Regions from separate parts of the Athene noctua genome. Here region 2 is linked to region 1. A link is a contact called in public Hi-C data. All regions are on one chromosome and are shown on one strand. The core of a region is the stretch at or near the end of the contact, and the rest is flanking DNA. Distances in the headings are between cores, read along the strand shown. Region 1 holds the start of STRIP1 (striatin interacting protein 1). Region 2 holds the start of LOC141969589 (embryonic pepsinogen-like).

Region 1 (3,725 bases), core at 239-2,738:
TTTCTCTTGGCTTTTTTTATCCTCCTCAAATTGCCTCTTTCTTCCCCCAGCCAAGGCCAGAGTGTGAAGGGAAGGAGGACCCTCGCTGCCTGCATCTCCCGGTACACAGATAATGGAGATGTTGTGTACCTGTGACTGGGGCTGCTCCTTCACCTCTGGTCACCTCCTCCCACGGACTGGGGCTGCCTTTTTAGCGCTGCCTGGCTGGGTCCCTCCCTGGGGCTTTGCAGGGTTGGGGGTGCTGCTGTTTCCCAGGGGGTGCAAAGCTCCTTTGTGAGGATGGGAGGAAGGTGGGAGGGGTGCTCATGGCTTTAATCACCCTCCTCTCTTCCCCTCAGTCTCCTTCTCCTTAGACTATTCTTTCTCACCCTGCCCGGTCTCTTCCTGGACTGTCGCTGGGTCACTTGCCCTCCCCACAGATTTTTGGGGATCGCCTGCCTTGCAGGGTCCCCTCTACCCTCCCTTAAACTTTGTGAGGGACTCAATGCCTGGCTCAGTGAGCTGGGATGGGCGGGGAGAGGGGGGCGAGAGCATCCCCCTTCCCTGTGAGGGGACCCACGCTGGGACCCCTGTGCTTGGGGGTCATGGTCCCCCCCCTTTCCCATCCACGTTAGGCCGAGGTCTGACCCTAAGGGCTCCATCTCTGTATAAGCCATGTCATGGGGGGTGGGGAGCCCGGGGATGGCGGTGGCAGCGTCGGGCCGGGAGGGAGAGGTTTATTTTGTATATGAATGATTTTTAATGAATGCAATATTAATCCTTGCAGATGAGCAATAAATCATTAAAGTCTAATTAAACTATTAGGAAAAACAAAGCGATTTTGCTTGTGGGCAGTTTATTTGGAAGAGTTGAGCACATACAATCCCTTGGGGACCCTGGGTTCGTTCTGAGATTTAAGCCCTGGCCTAGGCTCTGCCTTTGGTTGCCTCCAGATGGGCTTTTTGGGCCTCACCAAGGCCCTGGATTTTGGGGTCTGACGCCCTCAGAGCCCCTCAAGGCCCTTTCACTTGGGGTTTAAACCCCATCAGGCCCTTCTGTTGGGGTCTGGCTCCCCTCTGAGCCCTCTAGTACTCGCTCTCTTTGGGGTCTGAGCCCCCCAAGCCGCCTGATTTAAACATTTCACTTGTTCCAGGCCTCTTCCTGCCACTCCCAACATGGCGGCCTCAGGCGGCCGGGCACCGCCTCCCCGCGAAGGCGGAAGTGCCGCTCCCGACATGGCGGAGGCCCGCGGCGCGCCACACCTAAGATGGCCGCGCGGGGGCGGAGCTCGCCGGCCGGCCGGGTGCCGCCCCGGTCGTGGCCGCCGGGGGCGGGCGGCGCTGGGCGGTGACGGGGCCGCCGCGGCGGGGCCGGCGGACGGAGCCACATCGCAGCGGCCCGAGCGGCGGGAGCCAACCCCCTCCACACCCGGCGGTGCCACTCCCAACATGGCGGCGGCGCTGCCCCGGCTCTCCCTGCCGCTCCCGCGAGAGGGAGGGGTGAGTCCTCGCGAGAGCTCGGCGCGGTGGAGGGCGGCCGACATGGAGCCGGGCGGCGGCGGCGTTGGGGGCGCGGGGCCGCTCCCGGGCAACAACAAGCCCCGCGGCGGGGCGGCGCCGCCCGGCAAGGCCCGTGACCTGGGCCGCCCGCCGCGCAAGGACTCCGAGGTCAGCGCCGCTGCCGCCGGGCCCGGCTCTGCGGGGTGGGGGCGGCCTTCCCGGGCGGGGCGGGCCGGGCCGGGCCGCGTTGTCCTCCCCGCCGTGGGCCCGGGGCCTGCCCGTGCGGTGCCGGTGGGCTCCGCCGTCTTCTTCAGCCCTGACCCGCGCGGTGCTGCCCGCCCTGCTTGGGCTTCGCCTTCCCCCGGGCCGGTCCTGGACCGGCCGCTCCCCCAGGAGCCGGTGCTTCGGTGCCGGTTCCCCTGGGGCCCAAAACCGGCGGCTGTGCGGGCCGGCAGCAGCTCTGCGGAGCCGAGAGACCTCTCGCTGCCAGGCCCGTTTGTTACCGGCTCTGCCCAGAGCCCCGCCTGGGTCGGTTCCGGGCTCGGGTCGGTGCCGGTTTCCTGTTCATCTCTTCCCCAAGTCCGGGTCGGTTTGTCCTGTCAGGGGCATGAGGGTGGCTCCGTCCCAGCCCCCCACATGGGCCCGACAGCGGTCACTCTCCTTCCAGGCTGCTCTGGGCTCTCACCGCCCGGGCCGGGGGCTTCTCTCCAGTTTTGCCGGTCAATACCGGCCCTGCGCGGCGAGGGCTGGGTTGACGGGTCCCGGTGACTCGGGTCGGTCCAGGGGTGGCTCTGGCGGAAGGTGACCGACCCCTCCAAAGAGACACCGAGGTCCTGGCAGGGACCCCTGAGCTGTGGGGGATCAGCAGAGTTGTATGGGCCTGGGGGGAGCTGATGGATCCCTTGACTTTTCCATCGTGCCCCCCAAACCCGGTTTCATTCCTGGGGTGACTCAGAGCCATCGGCTTTCATGGGCATCCTCTCCAGGGTGGGGGACGCTCCCTGAAGTGACAGGAGAGGGCTGTGAGGAGGGCTGCGGCAGCCTCGGGGGCTGGCAAACGGCTCCCAGCCCTGCAGAGCAGCACAAACCTTCTACCCGTCAAGCATCTGGGGGCCTGGATCTGCCCCTCGCTCAGGAGTAGGTGCCCCGAGATTCGGGAGGGTTTTGCTGGGGGATCCACGTCAATGTCTTACTTAAAGGAAGCAGATGTTTTGGGCTGTAAGCCTTCTGGATGTTTTTCCAGGCTCACCGAAGCTGCTTGGAGTTTCATTTTCACTAATCACATCTGCTGGCATCCCTTTGGGGGGATAGCCCAAATTTTTAGACATCTGTACAAAATGAGTGAGCTCTGGGAGCTCCCTAGTCCCACCATAAGTCTCTCCCACCCTGAGATTAAATACACCCCGTCTCCTGCTTTATTTTTTGGCCTTTTGGGGCTCCCGGAGTGTTTTAGAGGTGGTGCAGTGGCAGGGGCTGCCCACCAGCGAAGCGCAGCATGGCTCAATGCGGCGGAGCTGGGATGGAGATGCAGGAGGTGGGTAGGAGTTGCCTTGGTAACGTTTACGCTGCTGCGGGTACATTTTTGGTCTCTTAAACAGAAGATATAATCCTGGATTCGCGGGAGCATGAGGTGAATTGTGAATGTCTTGGGGGATTTTGGTTTTCCTGAAAAAACTCTGTAATTTAACTGAATTCTTCCTCTGCTTTCAGGGTTATTCGGAGTCCCCAGACTTGGAGTTTGAATATGCAGATACCGACAAGTGGGCAGCAGAGCTCTCTGGTAAGGGACTCATCTTGATGGATCAATTAATCAGCCATGATTTTCTTTCCTGGTAGTGCTTAAAGGAGCTGTCAGCTCCAGTATTGCTCCATTATTGTCTTTAAACACCTTATTCATGTTAAAAGGGAAGTGATATCATGCAATTTTTTTTTTTAGCCTTATTCTGGGTGTGTGTTTTGCATTTTCCTCATCTTAGATAGAATTACAATTAACATGGCCAGGTTGCAGCTTTCTCCAGCACCTTGGTGCATGTTGTTAGAGATTCTCCTCTGTGCTCTTTTGGCAGAGCTGTACAGCTACACAGAAGGGCCAGAGTTCCTGCTCAACCGCAAGTGCTTTGAGGAGGACTTTAGGATCCACGGTAAGACCCTTCTCTTGGACCTCTGACCCCTCTAGGGAGGGTCAGTCATCTCCCGAAGGAGACGTGGGGATAGATGTGTTAGTGTAGTGTCAGAAAGCTTAATCTT
Region 2 (3,885 bases), core at 304-2,803, 170 kb after region 1:
CTACTAGCAGGGTTACTGGACTTTGTGAGCTTTAGATATTTTTATTATATATAAATATATATAAAATATTTAAATAGATAAATGTCATTTATTTTTATTATTTTTATTAAACACACATCTTATATATCATATATACTATACTAAGATTATAACAATAACATCATTACTATTCTTTGTTGTATATATTAGCTATCTTTATATTTATATTAATATATATATTAATGTATTTGGTTTATTATTTTTATTTATTTATATTATTTTTTTTGTTTGGACAGAGGTTTTTGGTCCCACCAGGTTTCTGCACTTCATCCCAATAGCTTTAAACTCATGTCTGGGGCCAAATTGGGATTGTGCCTTGTTGCCTTTTTGGCCTCCATAGCCCCGTCCCCGCCCCTTCCCACTCCTGTACAAATTAACCAGACAATTTCAGCTGGTTCCCTTCCCTCTACTGAAAAAAATCATTATTAATTCGTGTTTTACTCCATGACAAGACCCAGCCCCATCACAGAAACCCACCTTCCCCCCCACAGCGGAGGGGACCGTCCCAGCAGCACAGGGATGGGGTCGCTCTGCCCACAGCATCCTTTCTACATAGTGGAAACCCTGCTAGGAAATTCAAACCATAAAGAAAAAAATAATAATAAAAAAAAAGGGTTTGTTGGCTTTTCCACACTGTCATCAGAGAAACCCATTGTCCTGCAGAGACACCAGCAGCTGCCACCAAGTTTCAGGCCTCTGGAGGGGGTGTAGGGGCTTGGGCCATGATGCTCCAATAAAACCAGGATCCTCATCCCGCATCGCTCAGCATCACCTCCGACAGCCGCCTCCTTCCCTCTCTCCTCTTTGCATCCTGCAAAAGTCGACCTGATGCCTGGAGCCACTATCGCTGCGGGCACTCATTAGGAGTTTTAATCTGGTTTTAATGGTCCCCGTATCGCTGGGCAAACCACACTGAGAGGGGTCAGCGTGCTGCAGGGTCACCTTTCCGCAGCCTGTTTGCACCCCACTGTACTAATTGGTTTTTGCTGATAACAGCGGGCACCAGAGTGTCAAAACGTGCGTACACCCCAGGCACACACCTCCCCGGGGTGTACGCACATATCAGCACCCCGTGGGGCCCCCTTCCCCATCCCAGCTGGGAGAGACACCCATACATGGAGGGGGGGAGGGGGTGTCCCCCTGCTGCGCACAATGGCTTTGGATGCCAAAATGAAAAGTCAAAATGATGCCCCCACGCAGGCAGTGCCTGGTTGTGGTGAAGGATTTGGGGTGCTGAAGGATGGAGGGTTTGGAGGGGGGATACAGGGGGAGCACAGGGCCTGTGTTAGGGTACCATGGTCAGCACGGTGTGAGTGTCCCCCCACCTTGTCGGGTGACACCTTGAATTTAGCTGATGTTTGCCGTGTCCTTCAGTGCCTGGGTGTCACCTGCCTTGGCTGGGTGCCCACTGGAGGGGATGGGGCAGCAGCAGTCCCGGTGGCGCTTGGTACCGCAGGTGGGGTGCGCAGGGGCTATATAAACCCCCGGGTGTTTGCCCTGGTAGCCCCGGCACAATGCGGTTCCTCGTGCTCCTCTGCGCTGCCTCTGCCCTCTCCCAGGGCATCACCAAGTAAGTCGCTGTAGCATTGCTCTCACAGGCCACCCGAGTCAGACTGAAGGGGGAAAATGAGAGCTCAGAGCCTTTTAATGGGTTTGAGAAGGGGAGCTGAGGTCTGGGAAAGCTGCTGCAGGGGTGCAGAGGAGGCGTGGGGGGGTGCCTGGCAGGGATCTGGTTTCTGGAGGTGCTTTGAGGTTTTGCAGAAATCCCTGACTCAGTGTTTTGGGGGAGTCCACTGGGCTTCTGCTGTTGTATCAGCACAAATATTGAAGGTGTCAAATGCTGCTTGCAGAAGCTGCAGGCAGCAGAATCCCATCTAACTTATTTTTTCTTTGGTGCTTGTGCCAGGCTGCGCTTGGAAAGGGGGAAGAAGCTGAGACAGGTCCTCAGGGAGAAGGCTTTGCTGCACCACTTCTTCCAGCATCACCACTATGACATTGGCACCAAATTCCCACATGCTTTTCCCAACGGGACCAAAGTGGCCACCGAGCCCCTGCTGAACACCCTTGACGTGAGTATTGGCTTTGATCCCCAGCGGCACAGCCCTGGGGGAGTTTGTGGGATGCCCATCCCCATGTCTGTGCTGTGCATGGGCCAAACCCAAATCCTTTTACCCCAAAGCCTTCAGCTCACATCCTTTGCCCCTTCTTGCCCCTGCTGGTGGCTCTGGACAGAGCCAGGACACTGAAATGTGCCCCCAGCAGCTCTGCTAGGAGCAAGGTGTCTCCATGAAGAAGGGGACCATGAAGGTTGCAAGCCTGGGGAAGTTCCAGGTTTGTTTTCATGCCTTAAAAGCAACTCTTGGTCCTGCTTCGCCACAGATGGAGTACTATGGGGCCATCTCCATTGGCACCCCACCACAGGACTTCACCGTGGTCTTCGACACCGGCTCCTCCAACCTCTGGGTTCCCTCCGTCTCCTGCACCAGCCCGGCTTGCCGTAAGTAGGGGCAGGCAGGGCTCCCCGTTTGGCACAGCTGGGTCCAGCAGCATATCTTGGGCTTATAACTGCACAATTGAGTCCAAAGGTTGGGGTGACATTGCCAGGGGACCAGGGGGCACTAGGCAGTGCAATGAGCAGACCCCATGGTGCCGGGTCCGTAGCACCTGGGAAATGCACTGGCGAGATGAGTATTTGGAGTGTAGGAACTACTCCATGCTGTACTCCACAGGGTCATGTGCTTAGTGCTCAGTGCCTCAGTTTCCCCATCTGTCCAAAGGGAATGATGGGATTTCCTGCAGATCCCTGGTCGCTGGAGGAGGGGCAGGGACAGCAAATGCTCACAGCTAAATAACGCAGGATAATAAATGGCAGGTCTAAACAGCAATTCAGCAGGGTTCCTCCTCCCACGCTTCCCTTACAGCTTAGCCTTGCTGAAAGTCTTCGTTTCTGATTTTCCCACTTACCTTCTAGAAAACCATCAGATGTTTAACCCATCGCAATCCTCCACCTACAAAAGAACGGGGCAGAACTTGTCTATCCAGTATGGCACCGGCGCCATGGAGGGCACCGTGGGCTCCGACACCGTCACTGTGAGTGTCACGGTGGCATTTCCAGTGGGGGTCCCTTGTGCCTTCTCCACCTGATTGACATCGATATTGCAGTGATCCATATCTTACATCACCCTCCTTGTTCCTAGCTTGCATCTCTGGTGGACATCAACCAGCAATTTGGCTTGAGCACCACCGAGCCCGGCCAGTTTTTTGTCCATGTCAAATTTGATGGGATCCTGGGCTTGGGCTACCCAAATCTGGCTGCTGATGGGATCACACCAGTGTTTGATAATTTGGTGAATGAGAGCTTGCTGGAGGAGAACCTCTTCTCAGTCTATCTGTCCCGGTAAGCCATGTGGGTCTCAAGGGCTGGGGAAGGCAGCAGACGAAGCTCATGCAGATCGTTGCATTTGCTGGTGGCTCCAGCTCCTCTGCTGTCACTGCTGCCATCCAGCTGTTGTCCCGAGATGCAAAGACCGGGGGGCTCATAGCAGGTGGCCACCAGACTCACTGGGGAGCTTATGACTTGCAGGGAAACCTCTCTAGTTTCCAGCCACATGCTCCCTTTTCCCCCTTTTCTGGGTGCCAAGGCGCTGGCACACACTGCTGCTGTACCACTGCCTCACTGCTGCTCTCTAACAAGGAGGAGACAGATGTGACCGTGGCATCACAAGCGGCATCTCACCCCATGGGACATGCAGCCCCACTGCACTGAAGCCACATGGCAAACCCTCCACTATTTTTCTTTTTTGCATCATCCAGTGAGACAACAGGGAGTGTGGTCATCTTTGGGGG

Evidence for each region. Hi-C and Micro-C count contacts between places; a contact is called where the count stands out from the background.
Region 2: a Hi-C map of heart shows a contact between it and region 1, with 2.6 times the contacts expected there. The contact joins the promoter of LOC141969589 here to the promoter of STRIP1 in region 1. A contact is called at or near these places in 2 of 2 Hi-C or Micro-C datasets (heart and liver).

What each region holds. Positions count from the first base shown.
Region 1 is chr23:3,506,993-3,510,717 of bAthNoc1.hap1.1, forward strand. STRIP1 (striatin interacting protein 1) reads left to right here and starts at 1,489. Exons shown (of 21, transcript XM_074925629.1): 1 at 1,489-1,646; 2 at 3,189-3,258; 3 at 3,545-3,619. The coding sequence starts at 1,521. AHCYL1 (adenosylhomocysteinase like 1) reads left to right here. Exons shown (of 17, transcript XM_074925272.1): 17 at 1-814.
Region 2 is chr23:3,676,856-3,680,740 of bAthNoc1.hap1.1, forward strand. LOC141969589 (embryonic pepsinogen-like) reads left to right here and starts at 1,554. Exons shown (of 9, transcript XM_074925523.1): 1 at 1,554-1,609; 2 at 1,946-2,108; 3 at 2,419-2,536; 4 at 3,011-3,129; 5 at 3,237-3,436; 6 at 3,853-3,885. The coding sequence starts at 1,554.